Linked DNA regions of Drosophila melanogaster: region 2 is linked to region 1. Evidence: chromatin contacts called from public Hi-C data. All regions are on one chromosome and are shown on one strand. The core of a region is the stretch at or near the end of the contact, and the rest is flanking DNA. Distances in the headings are between cores, read along the strand shown. Region 1 holds the start of CG9933. Region 2 has its middle 13 kb from the start of CG9932.

The links. A called contact is a pair of places that touch in the nucleus more often than the background predicts.
Region 2: a contact with region 1 is called in a Hi-C map of the Kc167 cell line, with 6 times the contacts expected there. The contact joins the enhancer-like site here to the promoter of CG9933 in region 1. A contact is called at or near these places in 16 of 107 Hi-C or Micro-C datasets (the D17-c3 cell line, the Kc167 cell line, the OSC cell line and 8 more).

What each region holds. Positions count from the first base shown.
Region 1 is chr2L:13,017,504-13,023,572 of dm6, forward strand. It overlaps CG9933, which reads right to left and starts at 3,809. Exons shown (of 3, transcript NM_135754.4): 1 at 2,728-3,809; 2 at 2,295-2,423; 3 at 2,072-2,226. The coding sequence starts at 3,675. The coding sequence ends at 2,173. It overlaps CG9932, which reads right to left. Exons shown (of 7, transcript NM_001273500.2): 7 at 4,365-6,069. The coding sequence ends at 5,820. It overlaps Ube4B (Ubiquitination factor E4B), which reads right to left and starts at 1,931. Exons shown (of 9, transcript NM_135753.4): 1 at 1,287-1,931; 2 at 326-674; 3 at 1-158. The coding sequence starts at 553.
Region 2 is chr2L:13,070,607-13,076,624 of dm6, forward strand. No RefSeq gene overlaps it. Among named protein-coding and RNA genes, the nearest start is that of CG9932, 13 kb to the left of the region's middle. Within about 2 kb of position 2,210, at least 29 of the 39 cell types and tissues checked have an H3K27ac peak or open chromatin away from gene starts, as enhancers often do. A contact at or near this core is called in the D17-c3 cell line, the Kc167 cell line, the OSC cell line and 4 more, where this site is marked.

The DNA of each region.
Region 1 (6,069 bases), core at 2,559-5,058:
GTGGGCAGCGATACCTCCTTTTCGCCGGGCGTGGCCTCACGTACCAGTCGAGACTCGCCAGAGACGTTGGTCGGCTTCCGTGGCGTAGTAGTCAGGGGCGCCAGGGCACACTGGATGCCACTTCGGGCAGCCAAAGTCCGAAGACGACGGGCGCGCATCTGAAAGAATTAAAGAGGTTAGTTCACCAATTTAGCTGTTACCAATTAAAGTATATCATAGTTTAAAGTTCGTTTTCCTTTTACAAAATAGTTTACTTGTATTATTGATTTAGATAACTTTAAATATGATATTTTGTTGCTTCATTAAGTTTGCGAAAACGATATACCTCTTCTGCGGATAATTCGGTGACCACCACAGACTCGGCCGGCTGTTGCGGCTGCACATCGGGGTTGGGTTGCTCAGGCAGTTGCTGACCGGGTATCTCGCCCTGCGCTAACTGGGGCTGCTGATCCTGTTCGTGCTGATCCTGTTCGTGGTCCTGATCCTGATCCTGCTCCTGATCATCATCCTCCTCCTCCTCCATGGGCTTTTGTGGCGGCTCTTCTTCCGGCATTTCTCGGATCCGCTGGTACTCTGGGAAACAATGCGCAGTTGTGCTACCAAATCTGTTTTCGCCTCTCTCACTGTTTTTGTTTGTTTGTGGCGTAGTTTTTCCGCCGCTTCTTCTGATGCTGCTGCAAAATAAGAGGCGATGATGTGGGTTAATGAACCAAACAAAAGCACGCGCACTCGACAAATAAATAAAATAACAAATAAAGAGAAAATTAAAACAAAGTCCAGCGGTCAACGTCAAGTTCACGCGAAGACAATGCCGCCATCGCCAAAACCAGATGGATTGGCCGTTTCTCTTTGTGCTACGCAACTACGCACTAGATGGATGATGTGCAGCATAGCTGGGAGCATACCAGGACAACTGACCTGCCGCACACAGTCAGTGTGCGAATCAAAAGCGGACGCAGATCGGCCGAGGTTGACAAAAAGTGCACGGCTGCAACTATTTTTAGAAGAGGATTTCTCGAGCACTGGCGCTGCACTGCACCCAAAACAAGTGCAGTAAACAATATCATAACATATGCGGAATCGGATGGCGAAACCTTATATAATGTTTAGGGATAGCCGATCGAATAGGATCGGATCGGCACGGGATATCACCAGCTCATTTGCGCATTTGAGACGGCGGATAAAGTACACAAAATCGTGGGATATATAATCGGACATAGGTTCGATGTGAGGGTGTGTGAAATACGGAAAATCGAGGATTGCGCCGCACATATATTCGCACTTACCTGACTCTACGGACCGACTTTCACCTGCTGCAAAACGTATTGGTTGTGCTACGGCCCGTAACTATTGCATTTTACGGAACTCTATATGGTTTCGACAATTCACCCGAACAATTCCACGTCTGGTGGTGACCACGCAAAAAATTTCTCTTTTGTTCTGCGAGCTTCGTGGGGATTGGTTATCGGCCCTCGGCTGGCTATATCTATGTGGGGATCGCCCGAATGCGATCCGTATATCGACACAAATGCTTCACTGGCCAGGCGATGGGCTCAAGAAATACAGACCTCCGAACTTTCCTCCAATTGAATTACTTATAATTTTTGGGTTTCGCGTCAGTCGACGAACAGTGTTTCAGTTTGGTCTGGTGGCCGACAGTCACACTGGCCGCGGCGTGGTCACACTTAAAGATGGAATGTTCGCCGATAGTTGCTTTAACCCTTGCAGGGCCCTCATATTTTTATGATTTCATTATCGAATTTAAAATTTCGTTAAACATCCGAAAAGTTGTGAATCATTTGAATACTATTTGTAATTTTAAATTTGCACTTTTGTTTTTGCCTTTAATTGCAATAATGTTCTCTAAGCATCTATACCCAATTTATATATCCTTTTTGCTCTAAGAGAACTAGTTTGAAAATATCTGAAACTATTGTTTGTTTGTCGTTTGAAAATATTTAAATATCGCTGAATTACTAGGTGCGAACTGATTAACGATGGGAAATCAAAAATTAGGCCTACCAAAATGGTTATATTCCTCATGACACATAATGAAAAGCAAGTGTTGTTTAGTTATTTTTGTTCAACAAAAGAAAATCATTTACTTCATTTTACAAAAATGTTACAATTATGTGGAACCTAATTATGAACCTAATACCTAAGTAACCGCTACTAGAAATCCGTGTATCGCTGTCGCAGACTCTGCCTTTTGGCAACGTGATGCATCTGCAAAACACAAGCATTTGAATTACAAACTGGCATTATATGTGGTTTTAATTAGGATAAGGACTAACCAAGCGCTGCTGACGTCGTTCTCGATTCATTTCGTAGGCCTTGAGCAGCGAGGGGCACGTGCGCTTGATGAACTCCTCCGATTGCCAGAAGAGTCCGCCTTGGTTCTCGTAGCGCAGAAGGAATTCAACCTGCAAGGATATTAAGGTTATTAAATGATACCTACAATTGGGATAGAGGGCAAACTACATAAGATTCAGACTGTTTAAAAGTTTTCCTTCGCTTTACAAAGTAAAGAAAGCTGATCTTTGGCTTATTTATTTTGTAAAAGCAAAAGTCATATAGCAAACCTTTTCCAGCTTAGAATTTTTGTTTACTAAATATGATATGAATAAACCAACAATGTGTTGTAAATGAAACTGTAATCGAATTCATAGAAAATTTGTGAACCCTAAACCGTACTGATAGTTTATTGCTTTCGTATTGCAAACGTACCTTTCCCGCCTTGGTCTCCTTGCCCAGAATGCGTTCAATGCCATTCTCGGGCTTGATGCGTCTGAAGAAGTCCTCGTCGTTGTACTCGGTGACCACCTCCTCGCCGACTTCGTTTAGCATATCCTCGATGCTGAGCAGTCCATCCTGCAGCCGCTCGCCGTTCTGTTCGACGCGCTGCACGTATGTCAACGGGTGCTGCTTGAGGTAATCCTCCGCCTCGGCGATTGTCTTGGCCAGATCGAACTCCTCCTCCGCCTCCTCCTGCTCATCGTCATCGTTGTCCTCGTACTCACCGTCCAGCTCCATGCCATCACAGTTAGCGCCGCTGGGCGAGGAGGTTCGTTTGGTATGCATGGAGCGTCGCTTTCTTTTCATCCAGTTCCCGCCGTCGTTTTCCTTGACGTCCGGATGGAAGCGTACCTTCTTCACGCGCACGGACGACGAGGCGGAATCTGTTGTTTCGGGGGTGGACTGGCTGGGTGTCTGCTGCGACTCCAGCATGCTGCCGCTGATGCTACTAGAGGCGGACGTGGGTGTTGATGTGGATGTGGATGCTGATACGGAGGCGCCGGTGCTCTCCGCCAGCGTGGTTTCCTTGAGGTTCTGTGATATAAGCTTGACTTTCGTCTCGAAGGCAGTGCATGGAGATGTGGGCGATTTGCTGGCCGGATGTTCTGGTGGGGATTGACTGCTCTGCGGACTGTCGCCCTCGCCGCACGACCCCGCCGCAGCTTCAGTCTTGTGATCCGTCTGCTTGCCGGCTCCCTCCATCGAACCGGATTCCTTGTTAATCGATTCCGCAGCGGAATCCCTGCTGCAGTTGTCCAGATCTCCGACTGTGGAGTCTCCGTCGCCCGTCGTCGTTGTCTCCACCATCACACACTTGATTTGCATAGATTTGTCCAGCGAGTCACTGCCAGCCGAGTCATCATTGGACTTGGTATCCATGTGTTTGGGTGGCTCCGTGTTCTCTGCGTTGGCTCTCTATCGTTTTGCGGCTCTGCTAAAGTTCAATTTTAGCTAAATGCATCGCAATTCATTTGTAATCTTTCAACAAAACGGCTTTCTCAGTGTTACCGTACCGACAACTATGAAATATACCCTCAAATTTGCGTAGCTGACTTGGCAGCGATTGTGAAACGATTGGAATTGCAACAGGGAGCTAAATAGTATATATGATTTTATATTTTCTTTGGCTCTTTTGATTATTTGGAGAGTTATTATTTAAGTATCTCAGTAAGAGTAATCTGGAATAGCATTGCATATCCCTTTTTGATTATTATTATTTTTTCTTTAATTAAAAGAAAAAGAGTAAAATAATCTTTTGTTCCACATTCAATCGTTTCACAGAGTTGCCGTATCTTGAAAGTCACTTTTAAATTGATATACCGCTATACCGTTACGCAGGCTACCTTTCAAATTAAAATTCCGTTAAAAAAGAATGCTTGATTTTGATGTTTGATTTCAGTAAAGAAAAAAGAAAAATGTTGAAGTGCTTTCAATTTAATAGAAGTCAATGAACTATTTTGCATTATGATTTGAATTTTTAGAAACTACTTTTGGCGTTTAGATCTGAACCCAATTATTCGATTTCTTTTTTAAATAGAAGTACCAAACATACAGATAATCGGTCAATTGTAAATGCAACTTGTGTTGTTTTTATTTGATTTCTTTATTAACAATTGTTTTTGTACATTTTCTCTTTTGTAATTCAATGCCGTAAATCTTATTGTGTGTTTGTGTGGTGTGTGTAAGTGTTGCGTGTGGTTGTGTGCGCAGTAAACAAAACTAAGTTATTTACACTAGCTTTAAGTTTAAATGTAGTTCAATGTTAAGGACTATTTAATATATAATATATTGTGTGTATAGATATTCGTATCGATATAAGATGTATATATGCATATCAAAGGCGGTTTGCATTTATATCCAAGTTAGATTCTGTATACATATCGCTTGTTTGCGCTATATCTTCTGGTTTTGATTTGCTTTGTTTTCAAATGTTTCCTTGCATTAAGTTTAAACTATTTAAATATGGCCCCGCTATTCCACATGTGTTCTTTTTGTTTGCTTATAGTTTAATGATAACATTTTGTTTGTAGTGTTAACGCCTACACTGTGCTACAAAGACGCCGTTTGCTGGAAAACATTCGCACTAATGATGAGAACATAACTAATCCGTAGTAGAAACTAATTACTATTAACTAATTTTAAATGTGTGCTGCACTTGTACAAAATAATATTGCAAATATTGCAAAAAATTCCCTATTCTCTGTTGATTTTTCAATTGCATTTTAAATGTGTTTCTTTTTGTTTCTATAGTTTTTATTTTTGCAGCAGCTGTGTGTAAATATATATATATGTATAGATTTATATAGTATGTATATAGTACCATATTCATTGCATGATATACGCGCTCACTTTCTTATTTCTTTTTTTTTTTGCATTTACAATTATCAATAATCACAGTTCCCATTCGAAAAATTAAACGAATTATTTGTAGCAAGACATAATTTTGAATTTATCTCTTTTTCTCCTGTACAAAGTTGATTTCCTTGAAACGCTTTTGGATCTTGCTCGGATTGGGTTGGTTTTCCAATTTAATATATTAAGCCGATGGTAAATATATATATATAGGTTCTATATTAAAATGCCTTCTATAGTTATCTCTTTGATAAGTTACAATACGATTAGTTTAAATTACATTTTGCACCGTTCTAGCAAGTAATTACATTAAGAATTCCGGCTTATCCCATTTGCAAAGTATTCGAATAATGGTATTTCATTCCTTTTTTGTTTATAAATTATCGTTACTTAATTACCTTAGGTTCTAGAAAAAACGTAAAAGTGCAGGAACATGTTCCAACTAGGTGTGTATAAGTGGGTGTGTGTTAGTGACAATAGAAATCCCAAAACAGGTGCCTAAAACGAATCCCCAACTCCACTAACGCATACCCAAAAAAAAATATGGAAAAGCATAAGCAACAACAAAATATTAACAAAACCAAAACTCACTTAAATCGAAAAATAACCATAAGCTTAGTTGGATAAATTATGGATTAAATTAAATAAAAGGTTCGACCCTTGGATGTGGCCTACTTTCTGGAAATGACTTTGCCCGTCTGGGCATTGACCAGTATCATTTTTTCCGGTGTTGCGGGTCGCTCCTGGCCGGAGGTGGAAGTGGCGTCCTCCGACTGGTTGGCACTTCCCCGAAGGATCCTTCTGCGCAGGCGATCGCTGATATTCTCGCTCTTCTGGGACTCTGAATTGGCGCCCTCATCCTGGGAGAGCTTCACACTCAAGCCGCCATCGTTCTTGTACAGAATCAACTTTGTGCTGGAC
Region 2 (6,018 bases), core at 960-3,459, 52 kb after region 1:
ACAATCGACAATTCTTATAAACCAAAATTTGTTGATAAAGTATTGTTCTCTGTGCAAACTTATTTGAAATTTGGTGAACTAAATTGAAAAGTTTGTTGTATTATTTATTAGAGTAGATATACTTAAAGACAAATATAATATTCAGCCATTGTAGAATATTACTATAAGCTTCATTAGTACAGGGTAGCACGGCAAAATGTAAATCATCGTGTGCAAAAAGTGAAGACAAACCAGCAGCAGCAGCAACAAAAAAGCCAGCGCCAATAATCAATTGGAGTGTCTGTCTTGGGTTTTATTTTTTCGGGGCGTTAATGGGAGGTGGTGGGGTGGTGTGGTTTGGTGCTGTTGGTGGTTCTGTCGGTGGTTCTACTGTGGCTCGGTTTGGTTAGTTACCGCCAGCGGCGACCGCATAAAGTGGAAGACAAGTGGCGGCATGGACAAGTGCCATAGAAATTGCGATTGTCTGTGGGTGGGTGTGTGTGTGTGTGGTTGTGTGTGTGTGAGTGTGGGTATTGCACAAGAGCCAAGAACGCAATGCAAACGCAAGACACCAAAAAAAAGCAATAGCAAAAGCTAAAAGAATCCGAAGCAGAAGCACAGGCAGAACAAGAAGACGATGAAAGGCAAAGGCACAACTCAAGCACGCACTTCAGACGCAAAAGAGACGGACGGAGTGCCAAACGGACGGACAGTGCGGACGGACAGCGGTACAACGCAACAAGAAATGCCGGACGGGCTAACTTCAGATACTCTTCAAGTGGAGAACAAGAGTAAGTATCTGTAAGATACAGTAATTATTCGGAAATTCGAAAATGAACTAATAATTTGCAAGTAAAACATACCAAAAGCGGATAGTAGAGTTAACAAGGAGTTATATTGAAAGAGTTATATTAGTATTCGAGTAATCATTTATCATAATCAAAATAAAACGACATATTTACTGGCATCAAAAACTAGCTTCTTGGATTTTTTATATTTTAAGATACATTTTGGTACTCTACCCCACTTGCAAAGGGTATCAAAGAGATATAGACAAGGCACAGGCTATTTTATAGCTGCTTGGTGATGAATGACTTGGGCGGTTTGGGCCTAAGGAGGTGGGGCTACGGGGCGTCAGGTGCGGAAATGTCATTTGAGCCATTGGATTCGATGACGGCATGGACGAAGATAATGATACCGATGATGATGATGACGATGACGAACTACGTCCATCCACGAGCTCTTGTTGTGCACGTTCCATCGTTCCGAGTTCCAACCATTACACATACGAACTTTCAATAGTACAAAAGTACGAAGAGCGAAAAAAATCCATGAGGAGGAGCACAGTCACCAGTTAGCAGTTCAAGTGTTTTTCCAGAAGCAGAACAATGGAGGTTGAAGAAGCAGCAGCAGCGGCAAATAATGCAAACAAATTTTGAGATACGAGTACGAAGAGTTAATGAAATTATGTAATTGAAGCGAAGGACTTTTGATGACAAAGAGAAATAAGTAAGATCAAAAACTTAGCTAGAGTTAGTGTCGCAGCAAAATAGAAAAAAGAACTTAATTATCTGAAACATTGATGAGTTATTTTAATATATCGAATATCTAATGTGCAAAATGAGCACTGAAAGTTGCTTCAATGCCAAATCTCGGAGCTCTCAAGAACAGATAAAGGCATTAAAATAATTCACTTCCACCATCGCAATTAACGCCATGAAAACATTCGCAGTGTCAACGTTAGACTTGGCTGCAATCCATCAAATCGAAAGATTCAATGCGAGCAAACTGAAGAAACAGTGGCGATCGGTTGAGAAATGGTGAGGAGGGGAAGCCGATAGGTATAAACTTCCCATAATAGCGCTAATTGTATGATATTTATAGTTGATTATTAAGCTGCCACTCAGAGAGCAAATAAAGCGCATTTAACAATAAAACAATTAGCTTTAGTAGTTTTTGTATATCAATAAAACATAACAGCAATTAAAATGTCACTGGCGAAAAATCACAAGCGACTGCAGTCGCTTCACCACTCGCACGAACTCATAGATACAGATACATTTGTATCTGGCCAGCGTATGGCATTGCAAAAAGTTTGTATGTCCGACTAAACACACACATGTTTGCCTGCGCGGGCTTCTGCTTCCAGTTTCGCTCTAGCCGTACTTTTATTTATAAGTATTTATGGTTGTGTAAATTTTAATTTAATTGCCAATGATACGCGTCATTCAAACCTCGATGCGATACATTACCGATGACGACGACGATTGACCACGACTGTGATGTTATCAAAAGTAAACAGACATGTGTGAGAATGTGTGTGTGTGGATGGAGTTGAGAGTGTTAAGCGAATAATGCGGGGGATTTTTATGCTCTATGAAATGTGCAAATGTTACAATGCTGTGACCGATGGGATTGGCTTATATATGAAAAGCTGATTTTATTATGATGTCGCGAGTTTATTGTGTTATTCAAAATGGCTGTAATTTGTTTATCGAAATTTCATTTGAGTTAATCACTTAATTTCAATAACACAAGCTGTTTGCTGCATTACTTAACAATTACGATGCATAATTAAGTCAGTCATATTTTAAATAAATTGAAACCCCTCATTCCAAATCATAGTTTTCAATGCAAACTGAAAGAGCATCTGTAATTCGGCAATTGCCACCAGCTTTTGTTTTATTTTATTTACCATTTTATTGGCGTATTTCAAAATTGTTTGGTGTTGCACGATAGCAGACGAACCGATACCGTATGAAATGACACTCGAGGGGCCACTTTTGCTCGAGTTTCCTTGGCCTGATGGATGACTTAAAGTTGCATTTCTGCTACTCCCTGCTACTCGCAATTGAAATTCAGCTAGCTTTTAATTTAAGGTTCGCCAAAAGCGCTCAGCTAATGCGGATTCAAATTCAGGCTTGATAAATTGTTTGACAGCCCATTGAAGCGTGTAATTTTTCGCATTGTTTCACTTGCCATTTGAAATGAGTTTGCTGGCTAGTGATCTATCGCCGCCAACCGATCTAGCTGGCTTTCCTGTCTTTCGGTGTGCCGGGTGTTAGATTTAATTTATGGCGCAACACAAACGCTCCATGCTCTACATATTCCGGCTACCAGTTGGTTAAAGGTGTGCCACCCCACCGAAACCGAAAATGTTTGGGTCGGTCAGAGACAAACATCATGCGCCCATTCCACGCGGTTCGATGCCATCCCATCCAATCGCTAATTGTCATCGACACGGGTCTTTGTTGTTCTGCAGCTGACTGAAATGAATGGATGGAAATTGGGGATGGGCCACCGGGTGCTTCTGTGGCCGATGCACTGCAAGAAAACACGATCGAGCAACGATTTCATTATGTATTACCAAAAAAAAAAAACCTATATCCTGTTGGGACATGCAGTATATCTATATCAAATCATTTCCATTGGCGCACTTCGTCACTACTTGAGTTTTAAAATGTAAAAACTAATATTATTTTTTTTTCCATGGACTTCTGCTGTTGTTGAAGTTCCTGCTGCTGATGATCTCCATTCCATGGCAATTGCCTATCTGCCGAAAATTATCAGCCAGCGACTGAGTGACCTCGCCTCTTCTCTTCTTTTCTTTTCTTTTATTTGGTTCTTCTGCTGCTGCGTACTCGCTTCGCATTTATTCAATTTATTTCTATTGCCGCCGCACTCATATCGCCAGTTTTCGTGTCGAGTTTCGTGCCGAGTTGAGCTAAGTTGAGAGCGTTGAGTTGAGTTGGGTTGAGCCAAGTCGTCTTCTTTAACATCTCCTTGGTCTTTGGCCACAATTGTCATTGTACTAATTCCATTAAATGATGGCGACTTGCGTGCTTTTGTAATTGAAGTGCTCGTGCAAATGGAAGAGGAAGCAGTAAGCGCAGAGGAAGCAGTACAGTCAAACTACACTATGGCGAACGGTTAGCTATATTGGCAAAGTAGGTTAGGTAGACTTATAATAAGAGACAGCCCTTTGAAATTTAAATAATTGTAGGTCTTCTTATTCTTAAATTTATCAATTTATGAATACAACTAACTTCAGGATCTGTAGCAATAGCCTCAGCGAATCTTCACAGTGAAAATAAAGCTTCGGCAATGGCACAAAGCATCAGCATACGTAAAGTATAGCTGGCGTAGAAGATTTAGACTTATAAATCGCGGCTAAGCCGGGGGAAGGGATGGGGTAGGTCCGAAGCTGCCTGAATAGTGTCTGAAAAGCTGAGACATCGGTCGAAAAAGAGCAGCTCAATAACTGAGCCACGCCCCTTTCAGTGCACATATGCGTGCTCGAGTGTTCACAGTCTGCTCCTCGAATTGAGACATTCAACGCCATCGATGTTGCTGCTGAAGCGGTTGCTGCTGCTGCTGATGAGGATGTTGCCGCTGTATATGTTGCTGCTGGCTCACTCTTATCTGTTGCTCAAAATTCCTTCAAGAACGAGGGGAAGTCTGGCACCGAGAATACTATACCCTTTTATCAATAGTTCTTTTTATCGCACATATAAATTAAATTCTTCGAAGAGAAGAGATGAACACGGAAATACCTAAGAACTATTTTTTCTAAATAATGCCAAAATTATTAAGTACTTATATACTTATATATAAATAATAGTAAACTTAGAAATAAAAAAAATATATTTGTTCAATGAGAGATAAGATGTTCAGCTCGTAATTTTCCAGCATGCACTTATGCAATAATACTTCTAAAACAAAGCTCAATAGTTTAAGGAATAGTATACATACATAAAAGAAGTCTATAAAGTCGCTATGTCTCTAACAAATTAGTGTATTAATGTCGGCAGCTTCAGCTTTTCACGCGCTTTGCCCCGCTTTTAACCTCTTTTCCACCCATTTTACTTCGCTCTTGTAACGAATGCTTATCGTGATGGCAAAAGCAAAGCCAAAACGAGGCCGTCGTTGTTGCTGCTGTAGAGAATGCAATTTTCTAATAATTTCGTTTTTTCATTTTGCGTTTATTTTTTTTTTGCCATATATGTGTGCACTTGTAATCACCATTAAAAGCGCTTGAAACTTTCTGCTCGCTTCCTTTGAGTTCCAGCTGCTGCCCCCTGACCCACCATGCACCACACTGCACCACCCTGTACCACCACCCAACCACCCACACATATTTACTTATGCAACCCACAACAGCTTCCCGCCAAATCGTCCCCCTAATCGCCAAACTGCAGCTGCTCAAGTTCTAATGAATATGTTAAATCTGACCTAATTTTACAGCGTAGAAAAAAAAAGTTCAAAATTGTGCGCTCAAATGCATTCGCATAATTAGATGCAGCAGAAGGGGGCGGGACAAGGGGGCGTGTCTGCAGTAATGCGTGCATTTTAAGTGTTGGCGTGGTGTGCAAAGTCTGGGGCGAAGGGCAAAAAAAAAAAAACGTTGATACGAGCAAAGCCTTTTTTTCAGTCAATTTCGTGTTGAAAAGTTTGCAAGATTTACGGAAGAACATTTTTAGTTTTGGAACATTTTGATACTCAGATACTCGGAAATGTAGATTGTTCCTATCTAAAATGGAAAAGTTTTGCAATAAGGATACAACTTTTCTGGTAAAAATAGTTTTATAAAATGACTACAAAAAATATTAATATATATCAGAGCGTTTTCTTATCTACTGAGAATGGCTGTTTTTTTATGTTGAAACAATTTAAATGATTTCTTATGATTTAAACCTCATCGAAAGCAAATTAATAGATCCAGCTGTAACCACAAAAACAATCATCGGTGTCCTACTTCATTTTTAAAGCACCTTTAACACCCCTAATATTCCCACAGCGTCAATTCGAAAACAATTCACTCAAAGTCAAAGAATAATAAAAACAATCAAAGAACAAACCAAATTAAAAAGCAATTCCCAGCTTGGAGCGCCTTAAGAAGTTCCGTGCTGTAACCAAGTGGACAACACTTACAACCTATCAAAAGCATCCCGGCCACCCCATGAAATGTCTCAATTTTGCGCTTGACAAAACTCCAAAAGCGGACCATATAATAAACACATAAAAGTAAATAAAAATCGC